Regions from separate parts of the Drosophila melanogaster genome. Here regions 2, 3, 4 and 5 are each linked to region 1. Evidence: chromatin contacts called from public Hi-C and targeted proximity ligation data. All regions are on one chromosome and are shown on one strand. The core of a region is the stretch at or near the end of the contact, and the rest is flanking DNA. Distances in the headings are between cores, read along the strand shown.

What was found. A called contact is a pair of places that touch in the nucleus more often than the background predicts.
Region 2: a Hi-C map of the Kc167 cell line shows a contact between it and region 1, with 4 times the contacts expected there. A contact is called at or near these places in 3 of 107 Hi-C or Micro-C datasets (the Kc167 cell line, cellular blastoderm embryo and pre-blastoderm embryo).
Region 3: a Hi-C map of the Kc167 cell line shows a contact between it and region 1, with 6 times the contacts expected there. A contact is called at or near these places in 1 of 107 Hi-C or Micro-C datasets (the Kc167 cell line) and 1 of 7 datasets of targeted methods (the Kc167 cell line).
Region 4: a contact with region 1 is called in a targeted proximity ligation map of the Kc167 cell line, with 10 times the contacts expected there. A contact is called at or near these places in 1 of 107 Hi-C or Micro-C datasets (the Kc167 cell line) and 2 of 7 datasets of targeted methods (both in the Kc167 cell line).
Region 5: a Hi-C map of the Kc167 cell line shows a contact between it and region 1, with 6 times the contacts expected there. A contact is called at or near these places in 2 of 107 Hi-C or Micro-C datasets (both in the Kc167 cell line) and 1 of 7 datasets of targeted methods (the Kc167 cell line).

Annotation. Positions count from the first base shown.
Region 1 is chr3L:6,549,463-6,552,025 of dm6, reverse strand. MCU (Mitochondrial calcium uniporter) reads right to left here and starts at 1,287. Exons shown (of 8, transcript NM_144449.4): 1 at 1,190-1,287; 2 at 77-262. The coding sequence starts at 193. sfl (sulfateless) reads right to left here. Exons shown (of 7, transcript NM_079222.5): 7 at 1,922-2,563.
Region 2 is chr3L:6,989,344-6,991,906 of dm6, reverse strand. bin (biniou) reads right to left here and starts at 1,285. Exons shown (of 4, transcript NM_079226.3): 1 at 46-1,285. The coding sequence starts at 1,076.
Region 3 is chr3L:6,941,562-6,944,124 of dm6, reverse strand. It overlaps tow (target of wingless), which reads right to left and starts at 1,269. Exons shown (of 7, transcript NM_001274561.1): 1 at 1,024-1,269.
Region 4 is chr3L:6,216,738-6,219,300 of dm6, reverse strand. It overlaps LanA (Laminin A), which reads left to right and starts at 1,279. Exons shown (of 15, transcript NM_057269.3): 1 at 1,279-1,707; 2 at 2,052-2,198. The coding sequence starts at 1,486.
Region 5 is chr3L:6,261,402-6,263,964 of dm6, reverse strand. Ldh (Lactate dehydrogenase) reads left to right here and starts at 1,271. Exons shown (of 4, transcript NM_001274545.2): 1 at 1,271-1,406. lncRNA:CR44522 (long non-coding RNA:CR44522) reads left to right here and starts at 566. Exons shown (of 1, transcript NR_124810.1): 1 at 566-957.

The sequences.
Region 1 (2,563 bases), core at 38-2,537:
TCCCCCGGAGCGCGACTTCCCCAGATAGTTTTCCTGAACTGTGTATGTGCGTAGGTACTTTGTATGTAGCACTCACCAGGGCGAAGGTGGTGCCGGGGGCCAAACGCAGGGCGAGACTTCTATGGGTGGTGGTGGTCGCTGGTCGCAGGAAGAGCCGAAAGGCGCTGACCATGGCAGCCCTATTTCTGGACATGATGCGGCTCGCTTAACAGGAACTGGTTGTACGGCTGGATTGAACACTACACCACAGCACTGAATACTCCTTTTTATTTTTATTGTAAATCACGATAACACCGGTTATGGGGGGGTAAATAATGAGTAATGTGTTGCAATTCCGCGCCCAACTTATTGTTTGGATTAGAAAATAAATAAGAAATACAAGTACACTAAGAGGCTTGGCACTACCTTTCAGCCAAAATCTAATTTTAAACGCCTATGTGCGAAACGGGTATTATTTATTCGAACCGGAAACTTTAGCGAAGCCTCTTTCATCGTCGTGGATTTCAAAGGCACCGTTAGAATCTTCCGATAGGCTCGAATAGATAGCTCCCACGATAAATAAACAAAAGCGGCCAATGCGAATTTCACTTTCACCTAACATTTTGACATGATTACGTTTAATTTTGACTACTTTAACAAAGTGTATAAGTTGTGACAGGGAAAATGCAACAAGCCGCAACCAACAACAAAAACAACCAAGAACGGGCGCGAAAAAGGAGAACGGGAGAATTTTCTGTGAGAAGGGGCGAAGAGAATTACCGGTTTTACCAAGCGAATCTTCTTTAACTTTTCATGCGCGGCACATAGGGCTAAAACCCAGCGATTAGCACTCGGAATAAAATTATATATACATATGTGGAAAGATATATATTCTGGGAATTTAATTATTGGGAACGCGCCGTTTTAATGGACCATTCGCTGCACGGCACTCTCTCTTTCGCTCTCTTTGCACTCTCTTCGCCCACGACTTTTTATTTAAAGCCGGCTGTGAGAACACGCGATATTATTATTAATAATTAACTCTTTTTGCAACTGTCGTTTGTGGCCGAATACCTGTTAGCACGTGCTACTTTTATCGTTCTATGGCTTATCTAGCTGATATTTAAATTTATAGCTTGCGGTTTCGATTTGAAACCGACGCGCCAACCATATATACCGTTGTTTTCTTATATAAATAAATTTTAGTTACTCGGAAATATACACCGAAATTGCGCGTATTTGAATGTTAATATTCAAAGTTGTCAATAAAATAAGAAAACATCAACTCCCACAACCGACACGAACGAACTACAGAAATGAACTAACCGAAGCTGCAAACGAAAAGCTATGCCTAATCGATACTATCGGTGCGCACCCAGCACCAATCGATTACCATGCTGTTATGTCACTGTTTTCACTGAATAACGTGGCGCCAAAAAAAATATTTAAAAAATTAAATATGCTTGTACAGAAATAAATTGTTTTTTAAATTTGTTGTCTATTTATTTATATTTTGTAATATGGCAAAGCGGCACAGTAAAATAAATGTAATTGTGCTTGTCCATCGGATGAATTTTTACTACTCTTACATATAATTATAATAGTCAATGAGAAGCAAAGCTTTTTGAAAATAACGAATTTTGGGGTCATATGCTGAAGTTGCCATTTCGATTTCTACACACGTTTATTCGATAAAAATACACAATTTTTTATCCGTATCTAGCGAATACTCTTTCCTTTTGGTTCCTGAACTCGATAAATGTGGATGGTGCCCTCGTTAAAGGTGCATGTCTTAGCTTGTCGTGTTTACTTGGTTTTAGAACATTGTTTAGGTTCGTGTCTCGACTGTTTAGTCGGCTTGTGATTGAAATAGTTTTTTTAGTACAAAAGTAAACCTACTTTTCAAATTTCCCGCATAAACGCGCCAATGAATAATTCGCATCCATTTTACACTTGCAATAATTTCGCTTTTATTATTGTCGCATTACCAATCTAAACTTGAACTAGTCCTCATACATTTACGCATATATCCAACTATACAATAGAGCTTTGCTTAGTGCTGCGTTAAAAATACAACTAGAGTTTTACACTTTTACATCGAGGCCTGTGACAAGCGCATTTTAAGTCTACTTAGGCTAAAAACATCTATAATACACTTAGGGGATAGAGGCAGCCTTATGCTTAACGTACTAGTCCGATATATATATATATCTGGGTTTTACTGTAGCATTCGTTAACTGCTGGAACAAAGTCACAGTCGTGGCATGGATTTGAAATGCTTAAGGTACACAGAAGTTTCTGTGGCTGCCGTGTGTATAGTAGTACATAGTTATGTATTTTGGAGTTGTCAAAAGTTATTTGATCGAGTCTTTACGATGAGGAGAGCTGAATCGGTGTCTGAGGTAATAGTAATAACGAAAGTGCTGGATTATGCGTAAACTCAATTAGGCGCTTAATTCGCCATTGCCAACTAATAAACATTAAACAACTAACAAAGCGCATTTATGCATTTATTCATGATGCCTCATGATATTATTTATGATAATTTATAATGCGCAAGCATACACACACACTCATGCCTATT
Region 2 (2,563 bases), core at 36-2,535, 440 kb before region 1:
TTTTTAACTGTTACTGTTTCCCCATCAATGCCTTACAATAGTTACCTCTTCTGCAAGTAGGCGTAGATCTCGGAGAGCGTTAGCTTTCCAGTTGGTGATTCCTTGATCGCATGCCCAATCATATTGATATAGCTGAGTGCTGGTTTCTCTGGCCGCCGGGTACCAGACTTCTTGGTGGTATCCGGAGTGCTCGGCGCATCCTGCTGACTGGAACCACCTGTACCAACCACCGCTGAGCCCGAAACCTTGTTCTCCAGATGATTCTGACTGGGCGGCGAGGATTCGGAACCGTTGAGCGACTTGGCAGGCGAGGAACTCGAGCTGGAGTAGTTTAGCACGGGCATGCCGTGCGCATTGCTGATCACCTGCGACGGCGATGTGGAAATGCGCGACATGTAGCCACCGCCTGGTGAATGCTGGAGCTGCTGGGCTGGCAACTGCTGCGGCTGCTGTTGCCCCGCCTGCTCCTGGCTGGTCAGCAATTGGTAGTCGTTCGCACTGAGTATGGTGTTGTTGGAGCAGTACTTAATGGTGGACGCGTACTGATGGTTGAGTGGCTGCAGCTGCACCTGCAATGGCTGCACCTTGGCGGTTGATGTGCTGGAGCTCGCATACTGCAAATCCTGCGGCAGATCCGTGGGCGTCTTCGAATTCGATTGCGGAGAAGCGGATCCAGCCGAATGGGCAGTCATTAGAACCCCGTACGGTGGTATGGGACTGGAGGATGCCGGCGGTGTACCCATGCTGTGCAGCGCACTTAGGCTATAATGTTGTGCTGCCGAAACGGGCGTGGCAGTGGGCGTAGCGTCCATATAATGCTTTAGCTCCATATACCCGATGTTCGGTTTCTCATCGATCAGCTCCGTGGGTGATTCTCCGCCACCCATTGCCTGGTAATTGCCACCGGTTAACAGATTCCCAGCTCTATATGGATGTCCAGTGTGGGTGTGTTGATGTGGGTGGGAGTGTGCATGTGGGTGGCTGAAAGGGGGATGGGCGCGGGGATCGTGGTAGTAGCCACCCAGCTGATCCATGGTCATAACCGAACGATCGGAGGCTTCTTCACTTTTAATCATTTTCACTGGGCTTTTCGGTTTCAAACACCGTGCGTTGTTTCAAAAATATTTTAAAAATATTTTTGGTTTTTTTTTTATCAATATTTCTCTTTGAAATAATTTTCACTATAATTTCGAATCGAAAGTACGCGCAATTCTTTCCGGCGGAGTGGGATTTTCTTTAACCACTGAAAGTACCGCACCGCTTGGCTATTCTCACTCAACTGAAACGGATGGCATATCGCTCCCGCTACTGGCACCACGATCCCATTCGATGCGATCCACTTGAGTTGCCATCGGCCGGAATTCTTTTTTTAGTACGCCCACGCCTTACGCAAATCGCTCGATTCTCTCTCTATTTCTCTCTCGGATTCCCCATATGTACCGTATGTATAGGTTCGGGCAATGCCGCCAATTGGCTCGTTTTCCCGGGGTTTTCCTCTCGGAGCAAAACGCAAAATATATAGAATTCAGGTCTGTGACTTGGGGACTGCGGTTATTGGAGTACGTTTAGATGGCGAAACTTCAGTATGCCAGGTATCTAAGAAACCCAAACGGAACTCAAGGGAAAATCGAGATCTATAAGATGGTATCAAAGAAAATAAAATGTAATGCGTGCTTGAATTTTCTTTGAATTAAAAAATAATATATAATGAAGAAAAGTATGAAAGTTTAAAATAATTATATTAATAATACCACATAAGATGAGGCTTGAATTACAATTGGGATCTATTTTGCACTTAGTCATTTCAGTCCGACTTTAGTTAGCTAAACTGCTAATTTCATAAACATGGCATCTGTGTTTAGTCGCAAAATTGGTTCAAAAGCGTATTTAAATCAATTCTGACCCCAAAAATCGCGAACGGAACCCACACACATTACTGACTCATTATCGCTATTGTTTCCGATGCGAATTCGGATTGAATTTGGATGCACCTCCCCGCTGGGAGTGTCTACCTTCAGCCACCGCCCCTCTGGCCAGTCAACAGTTAATAAATAGTCAAAGAACAGAGAAAGATCCTCGAAGATCGAACCCCGCAATTAGGCACAAATGAATTAACGTATTCGGCGGAAAAAAAGGAAGCTGCCGTTGCTGCTGTTGGCGGCATTCGGATTTCGAAACGAGCTGTTAATTGATTTAGTCGTTGCCTGGCACGGATCCGGACCAAGATCGGGCATGGGAATGGGTACGGGTATGGGTATGTGAATCCAGGGGGAGATGGGTAGGTGGCTGGAGCGGAACACCGCCGGAGAGCGGAACGTTTAGCAGCAACGCTGAGTGCCGCCATTGCTGTCAGCACTACGCCGACTCGTTGGCAGCAAGACGACCGTGACGGTGATGGAAACATGGGCGTCGAAGGGGGGGTATTATTAGTTAAAATAAATAAACATAGATAAAGCTAGAATTATAAATGAATTTTTAAGCCAATTTGTTAAACATACATACTATGTAAAACTGAGATTCAAAATAATTAAATTTTTTTTAAACAAAGATGCTTCACTTGAGT
Region 3 (2,563 bases), core at 20-2,519, 390 kb before region 1:
TGGTGCTCGTTTGGTATTGAATCAAATATTAACGAACGAATTTGATTTAGTAATATCATTATTAATATGGCACAAACTAAACTTTTAGCTCGAAATTTATGAATATTTCAAGTTTCCACTGCTCGATGCTTCACTGTAGTGGCATTTTCCTCATTTATTTGTCTTCTGTATTTTGGGGACCGTAGCGGAAATTAAGTGGGTCCCTGGCTGGCACTCATCCACTTGTTTCAGCCGTGCTATAAATTCAATTTGCAGCGTCAATTTGTAAACAGGACAAACCCATAAAAGGGTTTTTCTGACCAGGGCTGCAGCAGCACTACGCAAATCGCTCTCCTTGAGAGCCTTTTGTATGTTGTTGATGTTTTCGATGCCTTCGAAGGTGGCTCCACGGCGTTGTGCTAAACGCGCGCGTGGTGCTCTTGTTGTTGTTTATGTTGTCGTTGGTAATTTAAACAAATAATAACGATAATAAGCACAACAAATAGTGTGCAGCAAAAACACTTGAATTATATTCAATTATTCGCAGAGAGAGAGAGAAAGAGAGAGTGAGTGAGAGCACTCGGCCACTCGCTTTTGCTCACTGGATATTATAATAGACACCGACACGCGAGACACACCGCACACCACCACACGCACACATGCGCCCGTTTTGGGGGAAGACGGACACAGACAGGCGCGCGCCAAAAAAGAGAGAGAGAGAGCGCTCCTCGGAGAGAGAGAAATTGATTTTTCTATTTATAAAAAAAAATCAAAATATATCCGCTTGGTTCACATCTTCCTTTTTTTTTTTGATTATTTTATTTTTGTTGCCGCCAACTGGCAGCGAAACATAATTTATGTTTTATTTATGATTGCCGGATTTTCATTTAATTTCCATTCCCATGGTGATTTTCGGCTGGCCGCCGTTTTATTTCGCCCCAAAGAAACTTGTTTGATTTATCTCACTTGACCACTTGGGCGCATTTGGCCATTCCATTCCATTCAGTTAAATAAAAACACAGTCGCAAATACACTATCATTTACCGTTTAACGAACACGCCCATTTATTTACACCGTTTTGTTAATAACTAAGAGGAACTGTCGCCCATTTTTTCGGTTTTTTTTTTCAATTTATTTACACTGGCTTTTTCCTGCGGAAAACTTTGCCGAAAAGTATCTGCGACGCGTTGCGAGTGTGCGGAATTCGTATGAAATTTATGCTGCATGACACTCCTCTTTGTGTCACAAAAAGCGAGAACCGCTCTCAGCGGCATGCCAGCACACACACAACGATGGAGATGAGTGCCCACTGCAATGGGGGTGGGTTTTCAGGCGAAGCTTTCGCACAGGGGTTCAATGCTACCGTGGAGCTGGAGCTTTCGGCAAACGGTTCTGGTACGGGATGTGACCATTTGCGGAGGCTGATCGCAGGTCGGCGCCGTCGGCATGGGGTAGGCGTAGGCGGTGCCAGAAAATGTTAAGGCGTGGTCAGGATCAGCGACGGACACAGAAAAGGGTTGCACTTTCCTCAGACCCAAGGCCCTGTTTCTTTAACGCAACACTGCATCGAAGCTCTAAATCGAGGAACCAAAACTAGTAGCACTCACGATTTCGATGTATATAGGATTCGTTGTGAGCAGGTCCTTCGTGCAGGCCACGAGGCCATTTTGGCACTTTGATTTGGCGTTGGTGTACCGATATGCATTCTTTTTCGTACCATCGATATCGGTATCGATATCGGAAAATACACGCATAGAAGAAGTAAATAAACTTTTCTGGTAGAGCACGCTTTAAGCTCCGTGCCAGGAACTTTTCGAAATTCTTGGCCACGCGACAACTGTTCCAGTAATGCCAAAAAGCTCCAGCAGAGGTCTTGAAGTTTCCAAATGGTGTTTTACACTTACCCCTATTTTAATTTAATTTTTTATGAACAGACTGTAATTGTTCTTAAAACTATTTTGTTTTACTTATTATTTTATATAGACCACGGACATCTCGGACACCACGGACCATACGGATATCATGATAAACCACGGACAATACGGAAACCACGTACTCCGGCATATTCAATATTTCAATACTTTCCTAATATTTCGCAAAAATATTTTCGCACAAAAAAAAAAATCGCGCCCAGTCATGTTAGGCCTCATTAATTTCAACAGCAATGATTTTCTGACCATCGCTCCGCTCCACTTCCGATGGACAGAAATCGCAGGACAAATAAACTACCCCCTGCGATTCGCCCTTCTGCATAATATTAGATGGAACATGTAGATGGCATTATTTATTGCATAATAATGAAGTGAGAAACGTTACAAATCAAAACACTCGACAGCATCTATATAAACTTTCGTCCGTTTCCATTCACTCGATTTTTTTTTATCATTATAATATATTTTTGGGGCAGAATCGCTGGCATTTTTTCCGTGCATTTGTCAGCCGCAACGGAATTGAAACGTTTGCGCTTTTATTGCCACGGACGTGTGTCGTCGTCAGGGGGCTGGAAATGCGACTATATCGCTCTCAAGGGGTGGACAGTTAGGACATCTAGGACATCTACGGACACTACGGACTGGTGGGAAAA
Region 4 (2,563 bases), core at 30-2,529, 330 kb after region 1:
GTAAGCTATTACACTTCTGGGTAAACGAAAGGTGGCAATAGCTTAATGGAAAATCATTTAAATAAGTTTGATTTTAAATGCTACACGAATGGCTAAGCACATATAAATTAAATTACGTTAAAGGCTGCAATAAAAACTTAATAAAAATGTTCGGTGTCTAATAGCAGTACTTTTAAGCTATCGCTTGTGTTGTAATATCAATGCTTAATTCTTTCACAAGCTCTATCCATATTATCAATTTAAGAACCCTTAAAAGTAAGAAATTATCCCAGCTTAACGCTATGAATTTATCAAGCTGTGGCTGGAGTATTGTTGAGATTATTTCAAGCGTTCAAGCTTAAAGTAGTACATTTCAATAGAAGATAGAGTATACATTTTCTTAGTGCTAAAGTCAATCTTCATAAGCGGAAGGCGTTTCACCCATTCCACAACGTTCCCCGATGACAACGAACCGGTTTTCCGTTTTGTTTTGTTCCGATTCCGCCCGGCCGGCGAATGAGAAAAAAAACAAATAGCTGGAAAAGATTTTGTAAACATACGTTCAGAGCAAAACAAAATCGGATAAGCGGACATTCTCTCAGTTAAATTAAAGTGCCAAAGAGAAGAGCACCCGATCGACTGCCGATCGAGCGACTACGAACACCAAAACTTTTGGGGCCTCGGGAAAACTTCTCGCTGCAGTTTAATCAGTTGCTCACCAACTGCGAGACCAGTTAGATGTGCTGCGATGTAATGAGGAAAGAATATTTATCAAGGAACACACATGAAATTTGAATTTTTCGTCAAATTTTTTGGGCATTCTCAAAAGACAATTATCATTATAACTTATAAACACATTTCATGTGAGATGATAGTAAAAGCACCAAACTGCATTGAAATGATGTTACAATCTTGGTCTTAAGTAACTTTGGTTACAGGTGATAGAACTAAGTTAACAATCCTAGCAACTAACGTTCGTATTATCCTAGGTTATGATGAACCCAAGAAGAATGCTGATATAATGAACAAATTAAATACAATTACATATATTTTAAATGATTATATAACCTCATAAGTCAAATGGCGATAATCCGTATCTTTTATTCCGGCTTCAGAATTTTCTGAAATAAGACGGATAAGAGGATGTGAATACATTATAGGGTCGGAAAGACTATCGTTCTCTCAGCTGTATAGAATGCCGAAGACGAGAAAAGCCGAAGGCATACGAAAAGAGCCGATCGGACGACTATCAAAATCAAATTTTTCGGGGTCTCGAGGAAAACTTCTCGCTGCGGTGCCATCAGTTGCTCGAGAAGAGCCATCCAGTGCGGTTGGATGAGCTCCACCAAAGGAATACGAAAAGAACAGTGAAAAAAGTGAAATACAGCAGATAAGAAAGTGAAATACATACATAAGTGAACCGGGAAAGAAAGAGATAGAACCGGAAGTGGTCCGTGGAGAAAGGACTGTCGTTATCGCAGCGCGGGTGCTTGAACTCTCGGCACAATGGGGCACGGAGTGGCCTCCATTGGGGCTCTGCTAGTAATCCTGGCCATCTCCTATTGCCAGGCGGAGCTAACGCCACCATATTTCAATCTGGCCACGGGCAGGAAGATTTATGCCACAGCTACGTGTGGCCAGGATACGGATGGACCAGAGCTCTACTGCAAACTAGTGGGAGCCAATACGGAACACGATCATATCGACTATTCAGTTATCCAGGGACAGGTAACTATAATCGACATCCAGCAACGCCCAAAAATCTTTTCAGTATACACACATGATGAGATAATCTTTAACTTTACACTGAAAAAAAGTTAATGTTTAATTTCAAAATAAAGCTGAATCAGGAGAGATAACAAATTACAATCGATTATATTGGTTATCCAACTTAATTAAGAATTTCTTCAAACTATTATTTAGTTAAAAATCAAAACTTTATATTTCAAGTGTGCACTGCATTTAGACGTCCCCCACATGTGTTGAACATTCGAATTGGGCTCTAAAAATACTCTGGACTGAATTTGGATTCCATTTTCTTTTTCTAACATGTGTTTTCTGCGTTTTTGTAGGTCTGCGATTACTGCGATCCCACGGTGCCGGAGAGGAATCATCCGCCAGAGAACGCGATCGATGGCACCGAGGCCTGGTGGCAGAGTCCTCCGTTGTCCAGGGGCATGAAATTCAATGAAGTCAATTTGACCATCAACTTCGAACAGGTAAGCAGCAGAGAACATAAAAGATACCAAAGGTATCCGCCTAAGAAACGCATAGAGACGGGGAGACGGTGGATGGATGCAACTCGTTTTCGGGTTCGACCGATGGGATCGGATCGTAAAATTTGAAAACAATTTTAATGGGTTTTCATTTCGTCGACGTCGACACAGCAAAAACTGAACGAAAAAAATGTTGCTGAGCTCGAGTATTTGTTGTTGGCAAAGGGGAAGGCTTTGGAGTTGTGGGTTATCAGTATGTCAGCAGTCCCTACATACAATATACACAGAGATATGTACGAACATACATACACACACTTTTGAATGGGAGTTCTCGGTTTACAGGCTGCTTAGAAACCGACTCGGAGCAT
Region 5 (2,563 bases), core at 22-2,521, 290 kb after region 1:
TGAATCACCGGCGAATAAATGTTGAGTCTGTAAAATGTGTTGTCAGTCACGAACGCCGGCAAACTGGTGGAGCAACTTCTCTCTGGGGATCTCCCTCTGCTTCTATTTTTCTCTACAGATCTCTTGAGGACTCTCTATGGAATTGTCTAACCACAATGCAAGTACAGAAGACCAGGGGATGACGTATTTGAAACAATTAGCGAAAGTCTGCTTAAATCCAGCTCAATAGGTGTGAAATGCCATACACTCTTAATAAAATGCTTATAAGCATTATACACGGAATCCAATGAGTATATGTTTTTAAAGGCAACCAATTAAACAGACAGTGTTCTTAAAGCTGGTCCTTTTTAAGATTAAAGGGATATGCATATTAGCTTAATCATATAACACAAGCTGCTTAGTACAGGGTATTTCCTAATCACACATAATCCACTGCACCATCTGTTGGCCAAATTAACTGCAGCAGCCGCCTGACTGGGCAGTTGGCCAAAATTGGCTGCATACACATCCGTTCAAATAAACTGGTCCCCTATGTGTATGTGATCTTGGGCACGTGTTAGTCCAAAGATCCCCAGCTGCTGTCACGAGGCTCAAATAAACAACCACCTACTCGGACAAATGGAACGAATTCAGCATGTAAGATCTAAATGTAATTTATGCCGCAGGGGAATTGTAAATGAAGAATTATCCAACAACTCCACTAACGAAATCCCGGAAAATTAGTCGAAAACGTGCCGCCTATAAATAGAGGAATATATACGGAAAACCAGCAAAGGTCACCTTGACTAACTTGGCCGAATGGAGCCAAAAAACTCTGGAGAGCGCAACACCAACAAACACAGGCGGCGAAAGAGCGAGCGAGAGAAATGGCCGCTCACTTTCACAACGCCGCAGAGGCCGTTTCGTCATTCATCCTGGCGCAGCTGGCAGAGAGGTCCAAAACAGCTGGCCACACTGAAAAAAATGATCAGCTTAACTAACTCTACCATTTATACAGAAATAATATTTCAAGTCGAACAATCATAAAGTGTATGTCATTTTATATTTGTTTAAATTTGTTTTAAGTTGGATATAAAACTACACTATTTTTAAATTAATATGATTTTACTAAAAATTCAACAGCTACACATTCAACTTTAGTCCATTTGAATATCACAATTTCGTGATATCATTTTTCTAAGTGTACTAGCTGCGAAGGAAAGAGCGAGAGAGGTAGTGAGAGAAAAGCGGCTGCGGAGGCTACAAAATCCAGCGGCAGCAGCTAAATTCCAAAGCAGTCCGCTTGAAGTGCAAACAGTTCGCAACGAACGCGCAAAGTGAACGGAACGTCGACGACCTCAAAGTTTAGAGGCGCCCAAAATAATCCAGTGAAAAAAAAAGAGAATTAAAACAAAACCAATACAAAAGTAAGTATATATACTAGCATGCACTTGGAAAAAAAACAGTATTTGTGATTGTGCAGGATACCTGAAAATTAGTAGTACAAACTGGGTGTCAACTTCCTGCCTCATCAGGGTGCATTCAACTTTCAAGGGTCAAGTGCATCGGTCGGTTCCGAAAACCGAACCCCGTCGCCCTTGGCCTTCCGCACCTGAGACGTTAGTGGGGTGGGCCGGATTTCCGGGGTTTCCCGCGAAGAGGGTGTGGGGTGGCAATTGGGCGTACAATTGACTTTCACTTTCGTTTTCAACGGGAGCATGCGCCATGTCGCAAACAGCTGACTTCCCCATTTTCCGACGGGGGGACGTCGCACCGCCCAAGTAAAGTGGAACAACCGCATTTGACTTTGAGAGAAGGTCATGCGTAGGCCCAATTTTGACGCACATTTTCACAGCTTGCAACAAGTGTGGCGAAGATATGAATTTTTATATAAAAAACTCGAATTTTTATGCCAATATGATATTTTGTAATTAATGACGAATTTTTGTTTATTAAGAGAAAAGTTATAGTTTTGTATTTTTTGTTGTATCTACAAAGTTTTAAATAATCCGTGTTTGTCAATAATATATCTAGATTCTTAAAAAAGAGAAAAAGCAATTAGCCCCCTTTTATCTGGCACTAATACTTATACTTACTAATACTAGATACTCGTCCCCAATAAAAATAAACCGTGATCACTCAGCCATAAATCATTATCTAGTTTTTTATATATTTGTGACATTTCCCTGACTTTTCGTACCTCACACTTGCGGAACTCATCAGAACTCTTGGGTTTTTGTACCCCACCCAAATTCTTCAGAACTCATAACTGCAGTCGTAATTCAAGCTAGGAAAACACTCAACCTGAAGCAGATTCTAATTAAAAAACGTGCCATATGTTTATATAAATATTTTCCCACTGATAATAGTTCCAATATGCACTTATAATCTTTAGCAATCTAATCTGAAATAGTATTGCAAACATTGGCAACAAACTCAACTTTGGCCCCCCAAAACTCTTCCTATTTGCGATAAGCTTAGTCCTACGTCATTGTATTATTTATTTATTAATCATCATAGGTATGCCATAATTGGATTAATCAAATTGCTATAATTGTTTGAAACTCTTGTGATAAGATAAAAA